4 separate regions of the Mus musculus genome follow, and regions 1, 2 and 4 are each linked to region 3. The links are chromatin contacts, called in public HiCAR-type and promoter capture Hi-C maps. All regions are on one chromosome and are shown on one strand. The core of a region is the stretch at or near the end of the contact, and the rest is flanking DNA. Distances in the headings are between cores, read along the strand shown. Region 1 holds the start of Spty2d1 (SPT2 chromatin protein domain containing 1). Region 2 holds the start of Ldha (lactate dehydrogenase A). Region 3 holds the start of Fam71e1 (family with sequence similarity 71, member E1). Region 4 holds the start of Hps5 (HPS5, biogenesis of lysosomal organelles complex 2 subunit 2).

Evidence for each region. Promoter capture Hi-C pulls out the DNA fragments that hold promoters and counts their contacts. HiCAR-type assays count read pairs that join an accessible place to other places.
Region 1: a contact with region 3 is called in a HiCAR-type map of astrocytes, with 4 times the contacts expected there. The contact joins the promoter of Spty2d1 here to the promoter of Fam71e1 in region 3. A contact is called at or near these places in 1 of 39 promoter capture datasets (cranial neural crest), 1 of 115 datasets of contacts at active chromatin or transcription factors (astrocytes) and 1 of 9 other capture datasets (adipose tissue).
Region 2: a promoter capture Hi-C map of liver shows a contact between it and region 3, with 3 times the contacts expected there. The contact joins the promoter of Ldha here to the promoter of Fam71e1 in region 3. A contact is called at or near these places in 1 of 39 promoter capture datasets (liver) and 1 of 115 datasets of contacts at active chromatin or transcription factors (astrocytes).
Region 4: a promoter capture Hi-C map of pre-B cells shows a contact between it and region 3, with 2.2 times the contacts expected there. The contact joins the promoter of Hps5 here to the promoter of Fam71e1 in region 3. A contact is called at or near these places in 1 of 39 promoter capture datasets (pre-B cells) and 1 of 484 Hi-C or Micro-C datasets (CD4 T cells).

Annotation. Positions count from the first base shown.
Region 1 is chr7:47,006,161-47,009,750 of GRCm38.p6, reverse strand. Spty2d1 (SPT2 chromatin protein domain containing 1) reads left to right here and starts at 1,337. Exons shown (of 6, transcript NM_175318.4): 1 at 1,337-1,676. The coding sequence starts at 1,617. Gm32031 (predicted gene, 32031) reads right to left here and starts at 1,197. Exons shown (of 2, transcript NR_166573.1): 1 at 1,158-1,197; 2 at 743-1,027.
Region 2 is chr7:46,843,776-46,847,205 of GRCm38.p6, reverse strand. Ldha (lactate dehydrogenase A) reads right to left here and starts at 1,402. Exons shown (of 8, transcript NM_010699.2): 1 at 1,289-1,402.
Region 3 is chr7:44,494,655-44,497,913 of GRCm38.p6, reverse strand. It overlaps Fam71e1 (family with sequence similarity 71, member E1), which reads right to left and starts at 1,319. Exons shown (of 5, transcript NM_028169.2): 1 at 1,184-1,319; 2 at 881-999; 3 at 281-411. The coding sequence starts at 1,226. Emc10 (ER membrane protein complex subunit 10) reads left to right here and starts at 1,496. Exons shown (of 7, transcript NM_197991.3): 1 at 1,496-1,658; 2 at 3,034-3,106. The coding sequence starts at 1,545.
Region 4 is chr7:46,794,341-46,797,572 of GRCm38.p6, reverse strand. It overlaps Hps5 (HPS5, biogenesis of lysosomal organelles complex 2 subunit 2), which reads left to right and starts at 1,692. Exons shown (of 23, transcript NM_001005247.2): 1 at 1,692-2,145. Gtf2h1 (general transcription factor II H, polypeptide 1) reads right to left here and starts at 1,479. Exons shown (of 15, transcript NM_008186.4): 1 at 1,285-1,479.

The sequences.
Region 1 (3,590 bases), core at 88-2,587, 2.5 Mb before region 3:
GCATGCTCATTACTACTATATAGTTACTGACAGTTTCATGGGTACACATTTACAGCAGCTCAGATGAGCTAATTTAACATGGAAGAGACATGCCCTGTTTAGTAGTGCACAACTAAGTTCTGGTATTCTATGGAGCCCTTACTAATATACAGGCAAAAACACTCACACACAAAAATGTATATACGTATGTATTAAAAAGCATCTATAAGTACAAAAAAAGTATCTATAAAAGGAATATTATGTTGAGTTAGGGGCGGGTTCTTAAGATATCTGAGGCTGAGGAAGAGAAAAATTTCTACACTGCCAGCCAGTGATGGTGCATGCCTTTAATCCTTGCACTTGGGAAGCAGAGGCGGGTGGAACTCTGTGAGTGTGAGGCTAGCCTAGTCAACAGAGTAATTTCAGTACAGCCAGAGCTACACAGACAAACCTTGTCTAGGAAAGGAAAGGAAAGGAAAGGAAAGGAAAGGAAAGGAAAGGAAAGGAAAGGAAAGGAAAGGAAATTTAAAATTCTAGGGGGAAGGCAGGCTTCATCTTGGTCTTTTACTCAGCCTGAAGTGGAGCCATTCCAATACAGGCGCTCACATCATCACAGAATAAGGTCTATTGTATACACTCACCCTTTCAGCTGTACAAAAAATAGTAAATAATGCAGCCACCCCCACAGTCCAGTTTAGGGGTATTTCCATCACACCAAACCGGTCCGTAGCCCATTCCCACCCCCAGACTCAGGTATACCTAGTTATTCACGTCTACTTTATTGAGTCGAAATGACCAAATTCAAGATAACGCAAAAGAAAGTCAGGCTAGACTCCCAATGAATGCACTATATTCTGCAGTGCGTCAGAGTCAAGTTCTGCTTGGCATGTGACGAAGGTCTTCGCTCTTTCCCTAGGTTTTTAAAAGAACATCAGGTGCCTCCAGGAGATAACTGGCGTCCCAGGGACAGGATTCTTGTGCGCATGCGTAGCTTCGGGGCTCCAGCGAAACGAAACCGAGATCCCTTGCTCCAGACCTGTCGCACCAGCTGTTGGAATACCGTCATTTGGAATCTGTACATCCACGCGTGACACCTACAGAGCCCAGCTCTAGAAGGGGGTCGGGTCTCTCTTCTTCTCCACCCCCCCCCCTCCCACCCCACCCTCCCCGGATCTCACACTGAAACCCTCTCTCGCCGCGAAGATCCTCGGGCTGACCGCTCTCCCCGCCCCCTTTAGCCACACCCCTAAACTGCCATTTTGCGTCTGATTGGCTAGTAAAAGCCTCAGTCCCACCCATTTGAGCCAACGCCAACGGCCACGTACCCGTTTTCCGTGTCTTATCTCCGAAAGCGGAAGTTGCGCAAATACTTGCGAGCGCTGCGGAGGCGCTGAGCGTGTGTGTGTGAGTGTGTGTGTGTATGTGTGTATACATACACACACATACTTCGTATTCGGCGGCAGCGCGGGGGCGGTACACGGCATTAGAAGGCGCCGGAAGTGTCGGTGTCGAGGGGCGGCGAGAGAAGGGCCACCAAGGCAAGCCAGTCAGTAGCGCTTAGGCTCAGCGAGAGGCAAGACTCGCATCCACCGCGTCCCGAGTCCCCGGCCCAGCCGGGCTTTTCTCTTCGGCCAGACATGGACTTCAGGGAAATCCTCTTGATCGCTTCCAAAGGACAAGGTGTCAACCACGTACCGGTGAGTCCCCGGGGTTGCTGTAGGAAACCCGGGCGTCAAGTTCGTGTGTGGTGGGTGGAACTTCTCGGGGAGCGTCTGTCGGCCTCGGGAAAGCCTGAACTACGCACGCCCTCTTCTGGAGTTTTAGCGGAGGTGTGGGTACACGGGAGCTGGGGATGGAAAAGGGAGCGCTTTCTTGGGGTCGCTTTCGCCAGCTCCTGTGCCCTGAAAAGTAGGCTTTGCGGCTTTCGGTGTTTTTAAGAGTTGCGCAAAGTCGGGGGGGATAAGCCGCGCCTGACTGAATACTGTGTAGCATTAGTAGCGCCTGGCGTCGAATAAACTTCAGCCCCTAAATTGAGGACCAGTATAGTCAGGAAACTCGGGGACTTTTAAGAACTTTAAGGACTTGTCCTGATAGCCTTTGGGTCTTTTAGCGGGTCGAATACGGATTTCCAGGTGAACGTTTTGTGATTTCTTGAAAGCGTTCTCCGGTTCGTGGCCCCACCCACTGAACCAAAGATGGTATCACCTGCCAAGGAGGTATCTTCTGTTGGAAAGAGTTCAGGGCTTTGCAGGAAATCCATAGCCAACTGTGAGGTGATCATGTGGGCTGCGGGTGTGCTGGTAGACCTTTTATTTGCCGTATGTCCCTTGGATCTATCGGTTCCCTGTGCGAACGGATTGGGCAAAGCCTTTTTCAGCTTTCATTTCCTAGTGGGCTTCCAGATTTTTAGGTTCCGTTTGCTCAGTAAATGTGTGAGTTTGATAGTATTTTCAGAGGTAAATACTGAAGTGGTCCCACATCTGCTTTCTGGGGTTATAGCTGTTTTGCATAAACTACTCATTTCTGGATCACCAGAAGGTACCCACAGAACAGCTGTAAACCGATATATCGCAATGTGATACCCGAGATTTAATCTGTGAAGTGTCCAACTTAAAAGAACCTTCTAGAGTCAATCAGTTGGAATTTGCGATCTCACTTGGATTCTGCATTTCCTAATTTTGTATGTTGCAGTATTTTTTCCTATCTTGTCACTTCCTGTCAAATCCAGCCTATTTTTTAACCCTTGAGTATATCTACCTAAATTAATGAGTAAACGTAGTTATATTTGTATGCATGCACACACACACACACACACACACACATATATGTCCCACCCTGATAATAATCACTCAATAAGATTCTGCTAAGCCACATCTCATCAGCCTTGCAGGTTTTGCTGTGGGCACAAGCCTTTATGCATTTGTACTTTATGCATTTGTAGATTATCTAGTCACATTACTGTTAGATATCATAATCATGTTTGCATAATTTGGTCTGTATTTTATCTTAAATTTTCTTGAATCTCGAGAAAAGTTTAAAAGAAAAACAAAAAAACAAAAACAGATACTAGCTTTAGTGCCCAAGAATTGTCTTGTGGAAGAATCAGAACCCAGATTTAGAAAGCCAATATCTGGTTGGGTGTAATGGCTCATACCTTTAATACCAGCACTCACAGAGGCAGGAGGATCTTGTGAGTCCAAAGCCAGCTTGGTCTACACCAGGACAGTCAGGGCTAAGGAGAGAGACCCTGTCTCAAAAAACTAAAAAAAAAGAAGGGAGAGAGAGAGAGAATGAGAATGAATGAATTAGAGAGAGAGAATGAGAATGAATGAATTAGAGAGAGAATGAGAATGAATGAATTAGAGAGAGAGAGAATGAGAATGAATGAATTACTAAAAGCCAAAGCTTCTGGGAAAAGGGCAGACAGATCATCCTAGAGCAGAAAAATTTTAAATGCGTGATACTTAGAGAGTACGTGTATTGGTTGCTTTGTGATTGTACTCTGTGAAGTGATTTACATTTATAAACCATCCTTCCCTCCCCTAAAAGAGAGAGTAAACTTAGAGGTTTGGCTCAGTGTGCATCCTTAACTTCTTTATCTTTTACACGGA
Region 2 (3,430 bases), core at 153-2,652, 2.3 Mb before region 3:
ACCAAAAATCAAGAGCAGAGGGCGCCAATAACGGCCACAAGGTGCGACCCCAAGGCATAGCAACGTGCTTAAGCCTGCGCACGCGCAAGCTTCCTTCCTAACCCCCCCACCCCCGCAAGAACCCAAGTTGTATGACCAGCCCAGATCCAGAAGACTGGCAGGCGGGGGAAGGCAGTGCGCGTGCGCAATTTCAGAATCAGGTGTCATATATATAGGTCTAGCGACTGCTGGCCATGGATGAGACCTCTGGCAGGCAGTTCGGCGTCAAAGTTTGGCCCTTACTAGAGCCCAAAGCACAAGCGCGGTGAAGTGGAGCTGGCAGCCACCTTAGCCTGGTGCCAGAGTGAGATCTCAAATGCCACTAACAGGATTAGGGCCTTCACCCACCAGGGCGGGGCCTCATTACCCAGGATGTGGCCGCTAAGGGAAATTTCTTCAGTTCCAAAATGGGGATACAATTGCGGAGGGCCTGAGGCCTGGAGCCCACTCCCACCCCCGCGATGGCCACCTTTCCCAGCAAGCACCATGTCTATTTTTGAAATCGTTCCAAAGTGCAAAAGGACTGGACAAGATCTCTGGGCAAGCAGCCTAGGGCCATCAAGCAGGAATCCGGTCTCCTTACAACCGCTGCTATTTCTAGACAGCCTTGTGAGGTCTCTGCTGACTGGGGGCAGGGCGTGGGGCTCTTCCCTCAGAGAATCTACTTCACGCAAACCTCAAGTCTGTGCTCTATTAGGACAGGGTGCCTCTACTTCCCACCTACGACCCGATGGGTGTCGCAGGCCTCTCAGCTACAGGTTTCCTCCTTCCGTCTAGGGTGCAGAGGAAGGACTGCGACTCTTCCCGCTTCCTCTCCGCACGCAGCGCGCTTAGCACGATCCCCAGTCACACCAGGAGCGAGCCTCTTAACAAAATGCGTTTAGGGCAAGAGCGCCCTATAATCTGCAGGAAACAACCACTCCACCGAGCCCACGCAAAGGAAAATGCAAACCGCACGGCTGCTCCGAAGCACCCGCCCCGGACGTGCCAAGGCTTTTTCGGCCCCCATGGGCTCGAGTTACGGGAGCTCAAGTTTCGCACCGCTCCCTCGCCCCCGTTCGGTGGCTCCCAACCTTCAGGCCAGCCACCCCTTAGTCCTCTTTACACGGGTCTCGCCGCCCCAGGCTGGGTGGGGCCGCCTGCTCAGTTCCCCAAAGCACAGTAGCCCACGCGTGCCCAAATCTGAACACCCTGCACCTCCACCCCGGATAGGGACCCCCTGTGCCGGCAGCGTGGGGCCCAACCGTACCGCTAGTGCACGATGGGGGGGCGACTGGCGAGGAGAAGCAGCGTGGCCCGAGCTCGGCGACAGTGGCTCCAGCACGCAGAGCAGCACGCGGGCGGGGCCTTAAATGGAAGCTCCGCGCTGACGTCAGAGTGGGAGCCCAGCGGACGTGCGGGAACCCACGTGTAGGCTGGGCCGGGGGCGGGCGTCCAGCCGGGCTAGGCGCCACCGAGACCGGGGCGGCGCGCGCAGCACGATGTCCCTGCAAGAGTGGCTCCACGTGTGCTGCGACACCCCAAAGAAAGGCCAACCCGACATGCTCCTCAGCCTCAGAAGCAGGAGCCCGAAATGCATCGATCCTCCGCCTCCTTCACCGGAAAACTTGTGAGACTCAGAAAAAACCCTGGTCACTTTCTTCATTGCTGTTCCCGGCGCCGGGAACAACTCCTGGCAAGCAACAGGCCTTCAGTAAATATTGTGTGAAAGCACATGCCAGCACCGTGCCGGTCTATCCGCCATAGCAGCCTATCAGATGGGCCTTTCTCCTGCCCCACTTCCATCTCCCAAACCATGGGGGGAGGGGGGTGCGGCTCAGCTTCTGATGGCTTGCCAGCTTACATCCATATCTGCCCTCTCCCATGCCATCCCGCAGGCATTTGTGTTTAGCCTTACCAAGGAGTATCAGGGCCCTTGCTTGTTTTCACACACCCCCTCTGCCTTTAAACGTCTTTCTAGAGGTCTCATTAAGCTGTGAGGCCAGTTCCTGTTCCTCTCCCAGCTCCCGATCAACCGTATGTGAATCTTAAGGTACTCCACCACTGATAGGATGTGAAATGGAGTTTGCAACTGCTTTGATTTCCTTAGTGATGGGAAGAACTGTGACTTTCAACCCTGCTCACCCATCTCCCCGGAAGGGATGTGTTCACTGCAGATTAAGGTCTATTACAGTCTTGAGCAAGATTTGAACAAGCTGGTTGCAGGGTGCTGGATATGCAGGGATCATGTGAGAGGGAATGAAGCTCACAGCCCCCCCTTATTTTCGCTTGTCTGTATCCCTTGTGATCTCTTTTATAACAAACAACAGGCTAGGAGTGTGGCCAGGACAGGGACACTTGTCTTGCATACACCAAGGCCTGAGTCCCTCAGCAGAGCGCAAATTTAAAAAAATTAAAAAGTCAAACAGTTGGACCTGGAGAGATGGCTCTGCCATTAATATCACAAAAGCTTGTAACTCCAGATCCAGAGGTTCCAATACCCTCTTGACCTTCATAGAGTCTCTCTCCCCCTATATATAGTTAAAATTATTTTTTTAAAAAAGTCAGAACAAGAGAAATGAAATTTAACTTTTTAAAAGAAAAAAGTGAAGGTGAGTTCTAAGAGACACCAGAGCAAGTAGCAAGCAAGAGGAAGAGGAGAGCCTTGTGGATACCTCAGTGTAGAGTGGTGAGGGGGAAGCACAGGTGGAGATGTAGTAACTACTTGTGCTTATGGTCTTAGATTGGGGGCAGTCCCATGGGACTGAACTATTAACCTGTGGAATACAGTGCTCTAAGCAGAATGTAAACTGGGTTATCAGATGCCCAGGCCAGGTTCATCTGCTAGGAAATTGCTTTGTGCGGAAAACACACGTGTGGAAACCTCATGTGCACACAAGCTCCTTTGACCCCAGAAGGATTCTGGGAAGGGATACTGTTTCTTCCCTTCCCTTAGACCCATATACCCACAGAATGGAAACTCCCTCTTTTCATCACCCTATACTGTGGCCTGTGCACCCTTCAGGGACCCCCTCACAGGTAAGGAGTAGGACTCTGGACCCCATGCAGAACACAGATAGGCCTCCTTCCTCTCAGCAGCATTTGTGCAGCAGCATCACAAGGCCAGCTTCCAGAAAGACCCATACTTTGCACTTTCTTGGTTGCAAAGGGAAAATTCACCCCAGCTCCAGGAAAAATGGGACATCGGTTTAGCTCACTACAATGGTTTTCCAGATGCTGCTGGATGCCCAGGGACCACAAACACAGCTGGAGGCATTGAGGGTGAGGCACAGGGTGCCCAAGGGCAGCTTACAACACCTCAGGTCCCCAGGGCTGTGGGACAATGTTCTTATTCAGTGAAGGATGGGGCCTGCCAGCTTGTTAAATATGTCCCAGCTGGGAGAAAAGCAAG
Region 3 (3,259 bases), core at 70-2,569:
AGTGGACTGTGGGACCCTGGGCCGTGGGCCCAGTCTTTGAGCTTTACTTTATCTCTCTGGGACAGAGTACCTGGAAAGCAGAAAGCACTGTGTAAACAGCCACCATCCTGACCCTGTGATGCCACTGAGGGCTGTCCTCCCTCATCTCGCCTGACTTCTGACCTCTGTGAAGTGCCCTGCCATTTTTCTTAGTGAAGAGGTTTGGTGGTGATCTTGGTCCCTGGGTGGCAAAATGGCGGCAGGGAGGTTGGAGGAAGTTGGGACTTAGAGGGGCAGTCACCCGAGGAGCTGCAGGTGTCCATTCTCCTTGTCAGGGCCGGCCAGCAGCAGCAGGTCTGGCAGCTCCAGGGCAGGACTAGAGGCTGCCACCCCCATGGTGACCTTGTTGGCGACTTCTCCAAACCGGGTCACCTGGGGCCAAAGGTTAAGAGGATCGATAGATGGAGAACAGAACTCAACAGGAATCTGATTGGGTCTTGGGGATCTTGACAGAGTGAAAGGTCATGAACTAGGGGAGATGAACAGTAGGTTAGGGATTGGGAATGTGGCTCAGAATATAAGCACACATGCCTAGAATCCCCCGGTGCAGGGCTAGGGTGTGACTAAGGGGTAGAGCTCCTGCTGAATAACGAGTGAAGCCCAGAGTACCAGCCATATTACCTCTAAAAAGGAAAAAAAAAAAAAAAAAAAGGCTTGTGGGCCAAAGATTTTAGGATTAAAGGACAAGAACCATATGTGTACAGTCAAGGAAACTGAGACAAAGGCTTCTGAAGACACAAAAAGCCCAGCGGGCTCAGAGGTGATGTGGATCACTTGGAAAGAACGACAAATGATGGGGGAGATCCGTACATCAACGGGTCGGAGGTCCGGGGCTCCACACCTGCACGAAGTTGCTTTCAAAGATGGGAAAGTCGCGCAGCTGGTCGAACTCGCCGCTCAGGAGGTGGCGTTGGAGGCGCCCAGGGCGGCACGGGGCGTAGGCTGGAGCCAGGGGGCGGTCTGCAGGGGCGAAGCGCGAGCATCCATCCCAGGATGCCAGGTACATGAACTCTGACCGAGGGCGCATGCGGGGCAGCGGCCTCCGCATTGCTGGTCCCATACCTTCCCCGGCTCCCTCTCTAGGGCCAACCCCTCCAGGCAGAAGTCCTTTTGTCACCTTCCATCCCCTCAGAACTGGTCTCACCTGCTCCGCCCCGAGCGGCCTTAAGATCTCGACCGCCCTTCATCGCCACGCCCCGGCCCTGGGGAGGAACGCCGAGTGAAGCCTGGGACAGACAGATAAAGGGTGGGGCCTAGAGCTTGTGACTTTACAATAGGGTGCCCGGCGTTCCGTGACGTCAACGACGTCACTTCTCTCCCAGGTGGTGTCACCGGGAACGTGAGCCCTAGAGACCCGGATGGAGAAATGGCCGCCCTGACTGCGGGAGCAGGCGGACGGGCGCTAGTGCGCAGGCGCGGCGTGCGGCGCAGGCGCGTGAGCCTCAGGATGAACCCTGTGTTTCCTAGCGGGCTGTATGGCTCTCGGTTTTTCTCAACGCTCCCGTATGGTGGCCGCGGGTGCCGGGGTGACCCGGCTGCTAGTGCTCTTGCTGATGGTAGCCGCGGCTCCTAGCAGAGCCCGAGGCAGCGGCTGCCGGGTCGGGGCCTCCGCGCGTGGGGTGAGTGCTAGTGGCCGGGGCGGGGCGGCCTCCTGTGGGCGCTAGATGGACCCCATCATGAATATTCATGAGAGGATGTGGTTTGCTCGGAACCTGAGCTGCGTGGAGTAGTGGTAGCTAGCCTCTCATCTCCGTGCTTGGGAGGCTGAGGCTGGAGGATCAAGGAGTTTGAGGCTAGCTTGGATTGCTTGAGATTGTCTCAAAAATACAAAAATGGGGGTGTGATGGTGCACGCTTTCAATACCCCTATTCGGGAGGCAGAGACAGGTGAATTTCTGAGTTCGAGGCCAGCCTAGGACAAAGGGAGTTCTAGGCCAACCAGGGCTACACAGTGAGACCCTGACTCAATAAGTAATTAATAAAGATATGGCAAGGAAGCAGTGCTCTAGTGCTAGGGTTGGAATCATGTTTCTGAATATGCACGAAGAAGTCAGGTCCTTCAGGAGCCAGAGTGCTGTAGGATGCCTGGCTAGGAGAAGCTTGAAATTAAGACATCTAAGGCTTAGGCCTGGGTGTGGGGTGCAAGGTCACCTTGGGCTACCTAAGGTCCTGTTTCAAAAAAACCCCAAAAATAGGGTGCTGGAGAAATGAGGGCCAAGAGAACTGACTGCTTTTCTGGAGTACCTGGGTTTGCTTTCTGGCACCTACCTAGAGGCTCACGACTGTCTGCTAACTTCAGTTTTTGGGGATTGCACATTCTCTTCTGGCACACCAGGTACCAGGCATGCACACAGGGCACATAGGTACATGCAGCAGATATCCATACACAAAATTAAAAAAAGAAAAATTACAAAGAAATTAAGCTGATGGTGGTGGTGCTCATGTGTAACCCCAAGCGCTCAGCAGACGTAGGCAGGAGGATCATCTCCGGTCTGGATCAGGGAGTGATTTAGTGGGACTCTGCTTCAGAACCGTGGGAAAGAAAGTGTGGATCTAGGATGTGCCAGAGAGAAGTGGGCTTCTTGCCAATGTGAATGGTCAGAGTATTAGCATGTGCAAAGGAAGTGAACTCGTGAATGAAAACCTGAATGACCTGGGGTGGGGGGCAGAGCAAGGTGGTATTTACCTGTAGTAGCAGCACGAAGAGGTGGAGGCAGAAGAATTGTGAATCAGAGGTTAGCTCGGGCTGTGCACTGAGACTCTCAAAACCAAAAAAACCAACAAAAAGATAACGACCCGGGCATTGGACATGAGAATAACAAGCTTTTAGAGTTTTCTTTGGGCTATGGAAATGGACTGTGTCATGAGAGGCAGTCCTGGGCAGAGCACCTGTGATTGGATGTGAGCATGCAGCTACGGCCTGTCCTTCAGCCTGTCCTTCTGCCCCGCCCAGAGCGTGAGTGGTTCTTACTTGGGGTCCTTGTCTCCCTTGCAGACCGGGGCCGATGGCCGTGAAGCTGAGGGCTGTGGCACCGTGGCTTTGCTGCTGGAGCATTCATTTGAGCTCGGTGAGATCAGTGTGTCTTCAGCCTTACGCCTGCCCTTTGGTGGCGAGGGCGGAAAGCACAGACAGGAGAGGACTTGTCTTTAGATGCCCCATGCCTGTGGCTTCAAGGTTTCAAGGGTTTAGTGCTTGTCAGTGTGCCCAAGGGCCTGGGTTG
Region 4 (3,232 bases), core at 443-2,942, 2.3 Mb before region 3:
ACAGGTAGACAGAACACCAATATACAGTAGTAAAATCAACCAACTTAAAAAAAAAAGGAAATCACAAGTCTAGGGTTAGGTGTGGTAGTGTACACCTTTAATCTTACCATTCAAGAATCAGAGGCAATCGATCCCTGTGAGTTCAAGGCCAGTCAGGGCTGTTATACAGAGAAAACCTGTGTGGGAAATGGAGGGTCAGGAGAGGAAGGAAAGGAAGTCACAAGGCTAGATATTGAGAATATTGATTGGAGCCAAGCCCTTAGTGTGCTTCAAGCCAGTTTTCTGTACCCAGGCCTGCATGCTTACCAAGCAATTTACATTGGGCTCTACCTACAGTCCTGTTTTTTTTTTTTGCCAGTTCTGGAAATGAAACCCAGGATCTTACAGGTGCCTAGCAAGAACTCTTAGCTTTAAGCTGCATTCCTAACTCAGAAACCTGTTTTACCATATTTTAAACTGGTGTCTTTAAATGGACAACATCAAAAGACAGAAAGCCAAACCAACCAAACAAAAGCCAACAACGAAGAACAAAAACAAGCAAACAAAAATCCCAAATTAAACTGTGTATACGTTGAGGACACAACTTCCGGAGATCGGTTCTCCCTCCACCACGTGGGTCCCAGAGATGGAACTCAGGTTTGGCAGCAAGCACCTTTACCAGTTGAGCCATTTCACTGTAGCCCTGGGCATACGTTTTAACATCTTTTCCCCACCCTTGTTTTGCAGATGGTAAAATAGACATGTGAGGTCAACTTCACATGAATTTAGTTTCTAAGAACACTGGAGAATTTATAAAAATAATCACATACTTCCATGTATTGATGGTTCACTTTACACTACATGACTGTCAAACTGGTCATAGCTAGAACTGGGTGCGTGGCTCAAGTTTTAATAACAGTTTGAAGAGCAGGATGACAGGTGGAAGCAAGAAGGCACGAGGACACCAAGGTTAGAGGACTTCTTTAACAGGAAAAGAAAGCCTCTCCCGGGCAGGCTCCCTAACGGGAAGGGCCTCGGTGTCTCGGAGAAGCCTCACTTCCTTCGTTCTCAGGTGAGTCTGATCCTTCCAGTCCCTCCCAGCGGAAGAACCTAATGCCTTCGGGCAGTAGATTAAGGGTCAGGGCACCTCCTTCCCATTCCGGGAGAAGAAAGGCAAACCACACAGCCAGCCTGTAGTGTCGTGGAGACGACTACAGCGAAGGGCTCGATCCGCCTGGCCCCGCGCCCCCGGGGCCTGTCAGACCCTCCACGCCCGCCCAACCCCATTCTTCGGTCTCAACTTACCAGGTGGGAGCTACGGTCTCTGGTCTGGGGCGCGGGAAGCGCGTCCCGTCGGATCTGCCTCCGCCGCGCTTCTCACAGCCGCTGCACGGAGGAGGCTGAACCCCTGCGGCCGCAGCCGTCGCCACCGCCTCTGTTGCCGGGGGGTCTCGCCTCCATCGCTGGCTGCGAGGGCGCTGAGGGCACGTGACCGGAAACGCCGGGGCGGGCCTCCGGAGCACGTGACCACCACCGCGGCCGCCATGACACCTTCCGCTAGCTCCCGCCCTCCCCCACCGATTCCCGCCTGTTTCGCTTCTCCTCCTCCGGTCTCGAGCGGCGGAGAGTTTCGGGGATTCGGCTTGGCTCGCCTTTCTCCCTAGAGAGCATCCGGTCCGGCTCCGTGGTGCGTCGTCGGCCCGAGGCGGCTCCCAGACTGCAGGCCGCAGGGAGCGGAATCGCGACCCGCGGCTGGAGGGGGAGGGAGCACGCGCGGGGAGGGGCGTGATCGTCACGTGACGAGGAAGTGCCGTTAACAGCGCTTTCCTCCGGTCCCTGGCGCCCCTGGATGACGTTGCCAGGGAGGGGGCGGGGTGACAGGGTGTGTGAGGTTCAGGTTCCGCTGTCAAGGGGTGTTGAGTGTCTGTGGAGCCTGCTCGGTGAAAGCGATCGCTGGTCTCTGGGGGGGGCGGAACTCGGCCCGCTAGTCAGCCTGAGGTTCTGTGAACCTGGCTTGGAAAACCTGCTTCCTGGACTTCTCCAGAGTGACAGCTGCGGTTTAAAGTCATAAAAGTTAGCTGTGATTGACGGGAGCTCCTTGTGGTCAGGGACTTGGTCTGCTGCGCATCCTTCATCTCCAGCAGCGCCTCCAGGGCCTAGAACACGGTAGGCACTTAGAACGTTGAATGAATGAATGCATGCAAGCATGAGCGAGTCGTTAAGTTTTCTGAGGTAGAGTTTCCTGATCATTATTGGATAAGGAAGTTCCTATTGTGGAAATAAAGTCTATTAACTCCCCTTTGCATAATTTCTTCAATCGTTGTTACTTTGCGTCTTTCGAGCCTTTCCTTCCACGCACCTTGTGGGATTAGATACACCATGGTTTGCTTTGGCTTTGTGAGCAGCAATCACTGTCTACCACTCTTGAATTATAAAAATAATCTTGGGAAGTGAGAAAGATGTTTCGATCTCACATAAATTCTACTTTCATTTATTATTGGGGGAGAAGGTGGCATGGCACCGCAGTTTTTTTGTTTGTTTGTTTTGTTTCTGTTTTTTTTGTTTGTTTGTTTTGTTTCTGTTTTTTTGTTTTGTTTTGTTTTGTTTTCTCGAGACAGGGTTTCTCTGTGTAGCCCCGGCTGTCCTGGGACTCACTCTATATACTTGACTGGCCTGGAACTCAGAAATCTGCCTGTCTCTGCCTCCCAAGTGCTGGAATTAAAGGTGTGCTCCACCACTGCCCGGTTGACACCTCAGCTTTTTGTAATTGGTTCTCTCCTATCTTTCTGTGAGTTCTTGGGCCCCTGGGATCACCAAGCATAGCAATAAACCATTTCTTGGGCCCTCCTCTTCCTCCTCCACGTTTGCCTTTATCATTATTATTATTATTATTATTTTTAGCATTGTGACCCTTGGGAAAGCCAACCTTTTAAAAAGATGGTAGATGTTCACTGATTTGCCATCTTCTAAGAAGCTAGCATTTTAAAGTTTTTTCTTCCTAGTAGCACACAGAGGTAATGTTTAAGCTCAGTTTTTTAGAAAACTTATTGGTTGAGAATATTTAATGAACCGCATAATTAAGGCTCCAGAAATTCACATTTATGGACAGAAGAAGGAAGGGAAGAGTTCAGGATAGCTGAATAATAGGGTAAGATGGGAGAGGAAGCTTAGAAAAGAAGAGATGAGATCACATTTGCTTTTAACGAGTACTAGCTAGAAGTCAGTTTTAAGTCTCCTCTATTCAGAATGTCAA